Regions from separate parts of the Mus musculus genome. Here region 2 is linked to region 1. Evidence: chromatin contacts called from public HiChIP or PLAC-seq data. All regions are on one chromosome and are shown on one strand. The core of a region is the stretch at or near the end of the contact, and the rest is flanking DNA. Distances in the headings are between cores, read along the strand shown.

Region 1 (4,439 bases), core at 1,018-3,517:
CTAGTTTTCTGTGCATAGGCAAGCATATTTTTTCCATTGCTTTTTTCATGCTAATATCGGTATGCAGAGACAATGCTTTTCCTCTAATGCTTATCCCATCCCCAGGCAGATAGAAGCTGTAGCCCCACAGGTGGGCAAAGAGGAGGTATTCTTAGGGCTTTCTGAGTGTCTGAAACAGTCCCCCACCCACCCCACCCCCGCAGCAAATACTAGAGTGGGCAGGACTCTGCCTGACCTCACACATTGCAGACCAACCACCTTCAGGTCCTAACAGACCCCGGAAGCAGGAAAACCCCCATCCTACTTTTTCAGGATGAGGCAAAGAGTTGTCCTGCAAAGGAGCCTGCGGGGAGAAGACACACGGGCTCATGCAGTGGAGATAAACAGCTCTATTCCCAGGAAAGAAAACATAGGCAGGCAATGCGCTGCGGCTTATTCTCGTGAATGCTTTGCTCGCAAAGACGCAGGGATTAAACTCCTGGCAGGAAGATGGTAAGAAGCTTTGTTTTCAGTTCATTTACAAAGTCAGATGTGCAAACACAAAGGAAGGAACACACACACACACACACACACACACACACATACACACACACACACACAGAGTAGCAGGTAATATAGGCCAGTTTTGGATTCTTTAATCTTTCTTTTCTTTTCTTTTTTTAAAAAGTCTATTTATTGTATTTATATGAGTACATCGTAGCTGTCTTCCTGCACACCAGAAGAGGGCATCAGATCTCATTACAGATGGTTGTGAGTCACCATGTGGTTGCTGGAAATTGAACTCAGGACTCTGGAAGAGCAGTCAGTGCTCTTAACTGCTGAGCCACCTCTGCAGCTTCTCTTTAATCGTTCTTTCTTTCTTTCTTTCTTTCTTTCTTTCTTTCTTTCTTTCTTTCTTTCTCTCTCTCTCTCTCTCTCTCTCTCTCTCTCTCTCTCTCTCTCTCTCTCTTTCTTTCTTTCTTTTTTTTGCAGCACTGAGGGCTTAAACCCAGGGCCCTGTGTTTGGCAAGCCCAGATCTACACCCCCCCCCCCAGCCTCTTTCCTTTGGTTCATCCAGTGTGTGCTAATCGCTGTAGGCTATGCTGCGTGCTCCGAGTAGAAGGAAGTGATCCAATTAATCTAGACAAGGATCCCGCTTCCTTAAGCATGTGGCCGGTCAGAGAGCTTGTCTAGGTCACACAACCGGAACATGAGGAGACAAAGACCCCAGAGTGCAACTTAAATGGTTCACTGTTGCTGTAGTCTCCAGTTATTACCTCGGAGGACCTGTGTCCTCTTGCAACTGCTCAGTGATTCAGGAACCCCAGACTGCCATGAATCAACAGCTGGCTCTGGGTTGAGTAGGGGACTCCTGAAGGAGGGGGATGAAGGTGACATTATTGAGTGTGAACAGCTGTCTTTCCCAGGGTTGCTGCTGCACCAACTCCGTAGTTTGTCCTTGTCAGCATCTGTCTTCAGACCGGCTGCCCTCAGGTGGATACCAGGTTTTTTTGTTTGGTTGGTTTATTTGTTTTTGTTTTTTCAAGACAGGGTTTCTCTGTACAGCCCTGGCTGTCCTGGAACTCACTTTGTAGACCAGGCTGGCCTCAAACTCAGAAATCCGCCTGTCTCTGCCTCCCAAGTGCTGGGATTAAAGGCGTGGGCCACCACCACTCGGCTGGATTCTAGCCTTAGAGTCAGTGTAATGTTCTGGGGCTCGTGGTGGCCCGGAAATACAAGATCACAGGTACTCAGTAGGACAAGCCAGAGTCTGTGAGAATTCTTACAAAGTTTTGTCCACACCTGTCACGCTGTCTCTCCCACTCAGTTCTGTGATGAAAGCAACTCTTAAACGGCTTGGCCCACGGGGAAGACAGGGCCAGTGGAAAAGCTGAGGCTCCTCAAAGGTACTCATAAGTAACAGGCATTTGAAAAGGGAGCTCTGATCCCTGAAAGGGGGAACCAGTTTTCAAAGAAAGAAGACGTAGTGTGAGATACATAAGCCCATGACCTGGCCACTCAGGAGAGTTGGAGCTGAGCTTTGGGTGTGGAAGCATGTTGTCGCCACCATGGCTCGATGTCCCGTGGGGCTCTAATGGAAATGATCACACTGCTGGACTGTTCTTAGTTTCAGCTAAGCCCTGCACCTGTTGCTTCACCTGCTGCCAGGAAAGGGCTCACCTCCCAGCTCTCTGTTTGTTTATTTCCTTCCTCCGGGTTTCTGAACTGTAAGCTTCCCTGACAAGCCCCGCCTATGGCCCAAGGCTACACTGCTTCCTCCTTTCTTTCTCCCTTTTATTTTGGTGTGGGGGTGGAGCCCAGGGATGTGTCACTGAGTATTATCCTACAGCCCCCTGGTAGCCCTGCTTCACCTCGGTGACACTCAGCTGTTTGTCTGCTCTGCTCACTGTCTTCCATTCATAGCCAGCCACAGCTACTGCGTTCTTCTCATTTCCAGAGTTTTGTGATGGTGGGCAGGCTCGAGAACCTGACTCCAGGTCAAGATGGCTCGGCTTGCGAAGGTGCTTGCCGCAAAGCCTGGAGACCTGAATTAGGTTCCTGGGACTCATATGGTAGCACAGAACTGACTCCAAGTTGTCCTCTGAACTCCCATGTGTGCTATGGTATGTGCTCCTACATACACACACACACACGGACACACACACCCCACATAATGTTAGGAAACTGATGAAGAGGAGGAGGAGGTGGAGGAAGAAGAATCCAGTTCACAGGTGTTTGCAGCAAGCCTGGCTAAGCTGAGGCCTTGTCCTCTGAAGACCTGTATCTGGTGGCCGTGCTGAATCAATGTTGAGGATACAGTATCTTAGTCAGCCCTGCTATTTTCTTTCTTCAGGGTTTATATTTATTTATGTGTATGTGTGTATCTTTATGAGACTCTATCACATATGCATGCAGGTACGTGTGAAGGCCAGAAGAGGGCGTTGGATCCCTTGGATCTGGAGTTCCAGGCAGATGTAAGGCATCTAGCATAGGTGCTGGAAAACAAACTTGGGTTTTTCAGAAGAAGAGCTGGTGTTCTTCACGGCTGAGCTGTCGCTCTAGCCCCGGCCCTGCTGTTTCACAGAAAATCTAGTTAGAGGAAGGAAGAATGAGACCATGGGTGTGTGACTCCCAATTCTGTGGACCAACCGTGGGCAACTGTATTCCTCCCTTCCCCTGCAGGAGTTCCCCGAGTTGCTGCAGCTTGACTACTCTGGCAGGGTGGGGCAAGAGTACATAAACATGACACATGTGTGGGGGACCCTGGCCACTTGGTGTGCGTCCAAAGTAGCAAGTGACTCCATGTGGTTCAGGAAGAGGACACACAGATAAGATACAAGGATAAACCAGTTCCATTTTGACTTTTGATGGTCTAAGAGCCAGAGTTTGGAAACTACCTCCCCTGCTGATTCTTTGGAATTCCCAGGCAATCCTAGTGGAAACACTCCTGGAGGGTTGAGTGGACTCCAGAGATGAGTGAGGCTGATTCTGAAACATGGGAAGTCACTGCACAGATTGTATCTGGGAGTGAGCCTGTTCAGGTCACCATGGCATGATGTGCTGGAGGAATGACAGAAAGGTAGAGAGGTCACCATTTCCCCACACTTGAGCTGTGACTGGTGAATATTGTAACTGAAGTGTGTTAGCAGCGATGAGCGCAGGAGTGTTCCATCAGCTGCTATGCACAGGGTAAAGCCTACAAGTGAAGGAATGACTTTGGGGGCTGGAGAGATGCCTCAGGGGTTAAAAGCCCTTGATGTTCTTTCAGGGGACAGGGATTTGTCTGATGTCTGACAACCACTTTTCACTCCAGTTCCAGGGAATCTGCTGCCCTCTTCTGGTTTCCTAGGGCACTGCACACACACACACACACACACACACAGGAGAGAGTGAGAGTGAGAGACACAGAGAGAGACAGAGAGAGAGAGAAAACTGCACTTGGAAACATACACAGACACACACATGAACATGCACATACATGGACACAAAAGTAAGCACTCACATGAGGATCCCAAATCCTTGACAGAGATTCTATATGGCCACCAGATAAAGGTTTTCAGAGGACAAGGCCCCAGCTTAGACAGGCTTGCTGTAAACTGAGTGTTGAGCTGCCAACAATGTGTACACTATCAAGGCATTCTTGTTATTTCTGTTGCAAATCTTGTATTTCTTTAACAAAAAAACCAGATTATTTCATTTCTTCTGCAGTGTTGGGAGATGGAACCCAAGGCCTCTTGCATGCTAGGCAAGGGTTCTGCCACTGTGATGCACTCCCAGATATATTTTGATAAAAAAAAAGTCATTACCATCCACCCCTCTCTCTGTGGATGCAGCATCTTTTAAAGAGCAGCGAGTTTGGGGCACTGCACACACAGGCACCATCACATGGGAGTCTTTCACAGCAGTTTCCTAATTCTCTTACAGTTTGCTGTATTCCCCAGACCTTGGTGTCTTTGTA
Region 2 (4,439 bases), core at 942-3,441, 310 kb after region 1:
TTCTTCCCCCACTGAGGCCAGGCAAGACAGCTGAGTTGGGGACATATTCCACAGACAAGCAACAGCTTTAGGGTGTAGTAGGATTGAGGACCCTGAAGGGGATAGGAACTCCACAGGGAGACCAACAGAGTTAACTAACCTGGACTCTCAGAGACTGAACCATTAACTAAAGAGCATACATGGGCTGGACCTACACCCCCCACCACACACATGTAGCAGAAGTCAGCTTGATCTTCATGTGAGTCCTGAATAACTGGAAAGAGCTCATTTTTAGTTCATAGAAACAATGTAGAATTATCTGTGCAAGTAGAAAACGTAATCCTCCTGACCCAAGACATTCTGTAGCAACTAAACGTCAACCTGACAAGGTAGATCCAGCCTTGATCTTCTGAGCTTCAAGTCTGTCTCTGACATAACCCAGGACTCGTTGCCATACACTGCCCTTGTCTTAGCTAGAGTTTTATTGCTGTGAAGAGACATCGTGACCACGATAAAGGAAAACATTTAATTGGGACTGGCTTACAGTTTCAGAGGCTCAGTCCATTGTCATCATGGCAGGAAGCATGACAGCATGCAGGCAGACATGGTGCTGGAGAAGGAGCTGAGAGTTCTACATCTTGATCTGCAGTCAGCAGAAAGAAACTACATGCCACACTGGGCATAGCTTGAATAGATAAAACCTCAAAGCCCAACCCACAGTGACACACTTCCTCCAACAGGCCACACCTCATAATAGTGCCACTCCCTATAGCCAAGCATCCAAACACCTGAGTCTATCAGAGCCATTTCCCACATTGTTCTACTGGCTAACCAGTTTTGTTTCAATTTGACATAAGCTAGTGTCATGGGAGAAAGGAGCCTCAGTTGAGGAAATGCTTCAATGAGATCCAGTTTTAAGGCATTTTCTCTATTAGTGATCACTGGGGAGGACCCAACCTCTTGTGGGTGGTGCCATCTCTGAGGGTCTGTAAGAAAGCAGGCTGAGCAAGCCAGGGGAAGCAAGTCAGTAAGCAGCATTCCTCCATGGCCTCTGTCAGCTCCCACCTTCAGGATTCTGCTCTGTTTAGGTTTCTGTCCTGCCTTCCTTCAATAATGAACAGCAATATGGAGGTATATGCTAAATAAACCCTTCCCTCCCCAACTTGCTCTTTGGTCTTGCTGGTTTGTCACAGCAATAGAAACCTTAGCCAAGACAACCCTGGTTTTGTTGTTGTTGTTGTTGTTTTTGTTTCGTTTTGTTTCGAGGCTGGTGCCAAACTAACTAGAACTGACTCACTTGCCTGGAGGCTTATGATGCGTCAGCGCCAATCTTATAGATAGCCCTAGCTCCCGAACAAAGGAGGGTGGTATGAGCTGACCTATGAGGGGTACACTGGCAATCTTTGTACAAATCTGCGATTGAGGCATTTGAGGGTGACTTCCCTGTTGTGTAACAAGCAAAATGGGAGCTCTTGTCCTCTTCCTGCCCTCCTATTGCTCCTAAGGCAGTGTTACAGCACTTGGTCCAGCCTCCTCTGTCCTAGTAAAGTACTCTCAACTCCATTTGCAAATTGAGTAAGAACAAACGATACACCACTGTAGATAACAGCCTGTTAATGAAAAACAGAAATGTCAACTAAAAACAATGGACTAGAAAAAATACTTCTGTTTTGATATTTATAATGAATAAACTATATTTAAAGATTTACCATGTTCTATGCTAAGTCAAATTACACATGTTTTCTGACTTGTTTTACTTAATTTAAGTCTTGTTAGTAACAGAAGATTAAAAGCTATAAGAGAGGTGACAAAACAAGATCAGTATTTTTGTTTCTTTGAAATTTTGTTACAGCATGGTTAAGGAAGCTTATTAAACCTTGTGTAACGAAGTTGAAGAACTTTGTGTATTTAGTCAGGGAAGACTAGAGGAAAGTTCTGTATTTAATATAGTCTTTACATCAAAATAGAAACAGATTGAGCCTTGGGTTCTTTGGAAAGGAATACCTAGATCACGTTTTCTGAGTTGGATTATGAAGCTGTTTGAACTAAGAAGAATTGCCCACAGGAGAGGGCAAGAACTGTTCAAATAGAGATGGGGAAACTGGGTGTGGTGGCTTAAGCCTGTGATCTCCAGTGCAAGATGGTGTCTCAAAACAGCAGTCAGGTAGACTGACTGCCCTGCTTAGGTTCTAAAGAAGTGAGTTTTCTATCATGGGAGTTCAGGCTCAGTGCTGTCCAAGGTCTTAAAACCTTGTGCCTGATTGGAACAGTAAGCACACTCTATTAGTGTTCCCTCGTGCTAATTCATGAATCACCTGCATTGAGAGAGAGAGAGAGAGAGAGAGAGAGAAATCAGCAGGGCATGTTGATACATGTCTTTAATCCCTGCACTCTAGGGGTTGAGGCAGGCAGATCTCTATGAGTTGGAGGCCAGCCTTGTCTACAAAGTGAGTTCATGACAGCCAGAGAAGCACTTTCTTGGGGGTTGGGGGTGGGGCATCTCCTTCGAGTAAACTGTGGGATCCTGCCAGTTTTGGGGAAATCACTGTGCCAGAAAAAGTCTCTTATTATGGAGGCTTAAGGCTGTAAGTAGAAGAGGGACTTTGCCTGGGAAATAGAATAGGAGAGTAAAGATAGGAAGCTTGAGAGACCATTTGGAGATCTGAATATCATAATCTAGAAGAAGTGCTGGTAGCTTAGCTGGTACAGTAATGACTAAGTCTTAGATATGTTTTGAACTTCTTGAATTTGTCTCTGAGCCTCCTGCATCTGCATTCTGCTTTCAAATGCTTAATTAAAATTGCAGTTTTGTTGAGTTAGCATAGTTGTTCATCTCCCAAAATGGCCTTGGCTATGGTATTGTCTACAGATTTCTTATAATGTAGGATAGGTAAAATAACCAACATACTATTTTTTTAAAAAATTCAAATTCTGTGAGGGACGTGAATCAATAAATTGTAATTTTAAGTTATTTATACTTTATGGTCAGTGATGAATCAAATTTGACCATGTTGTCAGATGGGCAGAATCTGTGGCAATGCCTGAATGCTCTGGGATCAGACAACCAATCCAGTGCTTTGGCTCCTGGGTGGGGCGTTCTTCGTGTTGCATTTCAAAGCTGTGTTGTGTAGAGATTGAGCACAGAGCCCTGAGGACAAGTGAATGCTTTCTACATTGTATGTGCAAGAGAAAGGAGAGCACATGACTTACTGGAGCCCCCCCCCCTCCTTACACTGGCAAAGTAGAGTAGGTCACGGACATAGTTCAGTGCTAACCCGAGTTCCATAGTTGTTCACATCACTGCAGAGTCTAAGGGAATACATACCTCTTGAATTACTCTGAGTGCCGCTTCCTGCAAGCCTTTGTGTTTCTTACATCTTATGGGATCCGAGTGCAAGTTTTAGAGGAAGAGCCATACCTTGCCTGTTACTCTTTACCCATCCATGTCCAAAATGGTGCATTAGCCCCTAGAGGTGTCTTCATCAGAGGCCTGTGTTGATATGTTTTCACGTAACAATTGTGAAGTTACTTAAATGTTTTACATGGTTATTATAAAATTCCAACATCTTAAATTATTCATATGGCCTTAAATTTGTTCCTTTAAACAGCCATGGCTTTTGTGAGCAGTCATGCTCACTGAGGGAAAATATTAAAAACAAACAAATGGGAAGAATTTTTTAAAGGAACCCATACTTTTGAAGTATATGTGTTTTCATTTTTCATAAGTACAGCATTTTTATTCATTTTGGGCTTTGATTATATTCAAATTTTGCAGTATTAACTCAGCTAATATTTTCTATTGCTTGCCATTTTTTAAAGTAAAGCATTTTTAAAGTGTGTAGAAGATACTTGTCAGATATGCAGAATAACCAACTATTAATTTTTTTATGTTGCAAATCTCTTAGCTCTTAGATGAAAACCTTATTCAAGCCATAAAATTTTATGGCTGTCCACTAAAGAGAATATATAGAGAAAAATGACCTATCAAAATTCCCTATTTATTCAGTAACCCACATGGATGTTTCTAGGACAAGATTTTCGTGTCTCCCAATGTCTTGGTGTTAGAAGAATGCATAACTCTCATAATTAAAAATAAATGCAGACTTTGGTTTTTTTGTTTTTGTGTTGGTTTGTTTGTTTGCCAGTCATGATTTTTAATGCTTTTTGGGAAAGTTACTGAGTAAACTTGCTGAAACTAAAACCTGCAGTCGCTTCAGTGGCTTCTGTCCATGGTTCCACTGCTCAAACATGGCCATGCAGGGGCTTGCGGGTCTTTTGTATGAATTTGTAATGTGTCCAATTCCTCTTTGGTAGAGCTGGAGCGGACCAGAGAAGTTGCTGGCTTTAGATGAGCTCATTGACAGCTGTGAACCAACACAAGTGAAGCATATGATGCAAGTGATAGAGCCCCAGTTCCAGCGAGACTTCATCTCCTTGCTTCCTAAAGAGGTAAGGGGCTG

The links. HiChIP or PLAC-seq counts read pairs in DNA pulled down with a chosen protein or histone mark.
Region 2: a contact with region 1 is called in an H3K4me3 HiChIP or PLAC-seq map of embryonic stem cells, with 9 read pairs. The contact joins two enhancer-like sites. A contact is called at or near these places in 1 of 39 promoter capture datasets (hematopoietic stem and progenitor cells), 2 of 115 datasets of contacts at active chromatin or transcription factors (bone marrow-derived macrophages and embryonic stem cells) and 1 of 9 other capture datasets (adipose tissue).

What each region holds. Positions count from the first base shown.
Region 1 is chr3:84,655,249-84,659,687 of GRCm38.p6, forward strand. No RefSeq gene overlaps it. Among named protein-coding and RNA genes, the nearest start is that of Tmem154, 8.7 kb to the right of the region's middle. Within about 2 kb of position 2,268, at least 80 of the 459 cell types and tissues checked have an H3K27ac peak or open chromatin away from gene starts, as enhancers often do. A contact at or near this core is called in embryonic stem cells, where this site is marked.
Region 2 is chr3:84,960,955-84,965,393 of GRCm38.p6, forward strand. Fbxw7 (F-box and WD-40 domain protein 7) reads left to right here. Exons shown (of 14, transcript NM_001177773.1): 7 at 4,294-4,428. Among named protein-coding and RNA genes, the nearest start is that of Gm30944, 60 kb to the right of the region's middle. Within about 2 kb of position 2,192, at least 13 of the 459 cell types and tissues checked have an H3K27ac peak or open chromatin away from gene starts, as enhancers often do. A contact at or near this core is called in embryonic stem cells, where this site is marked.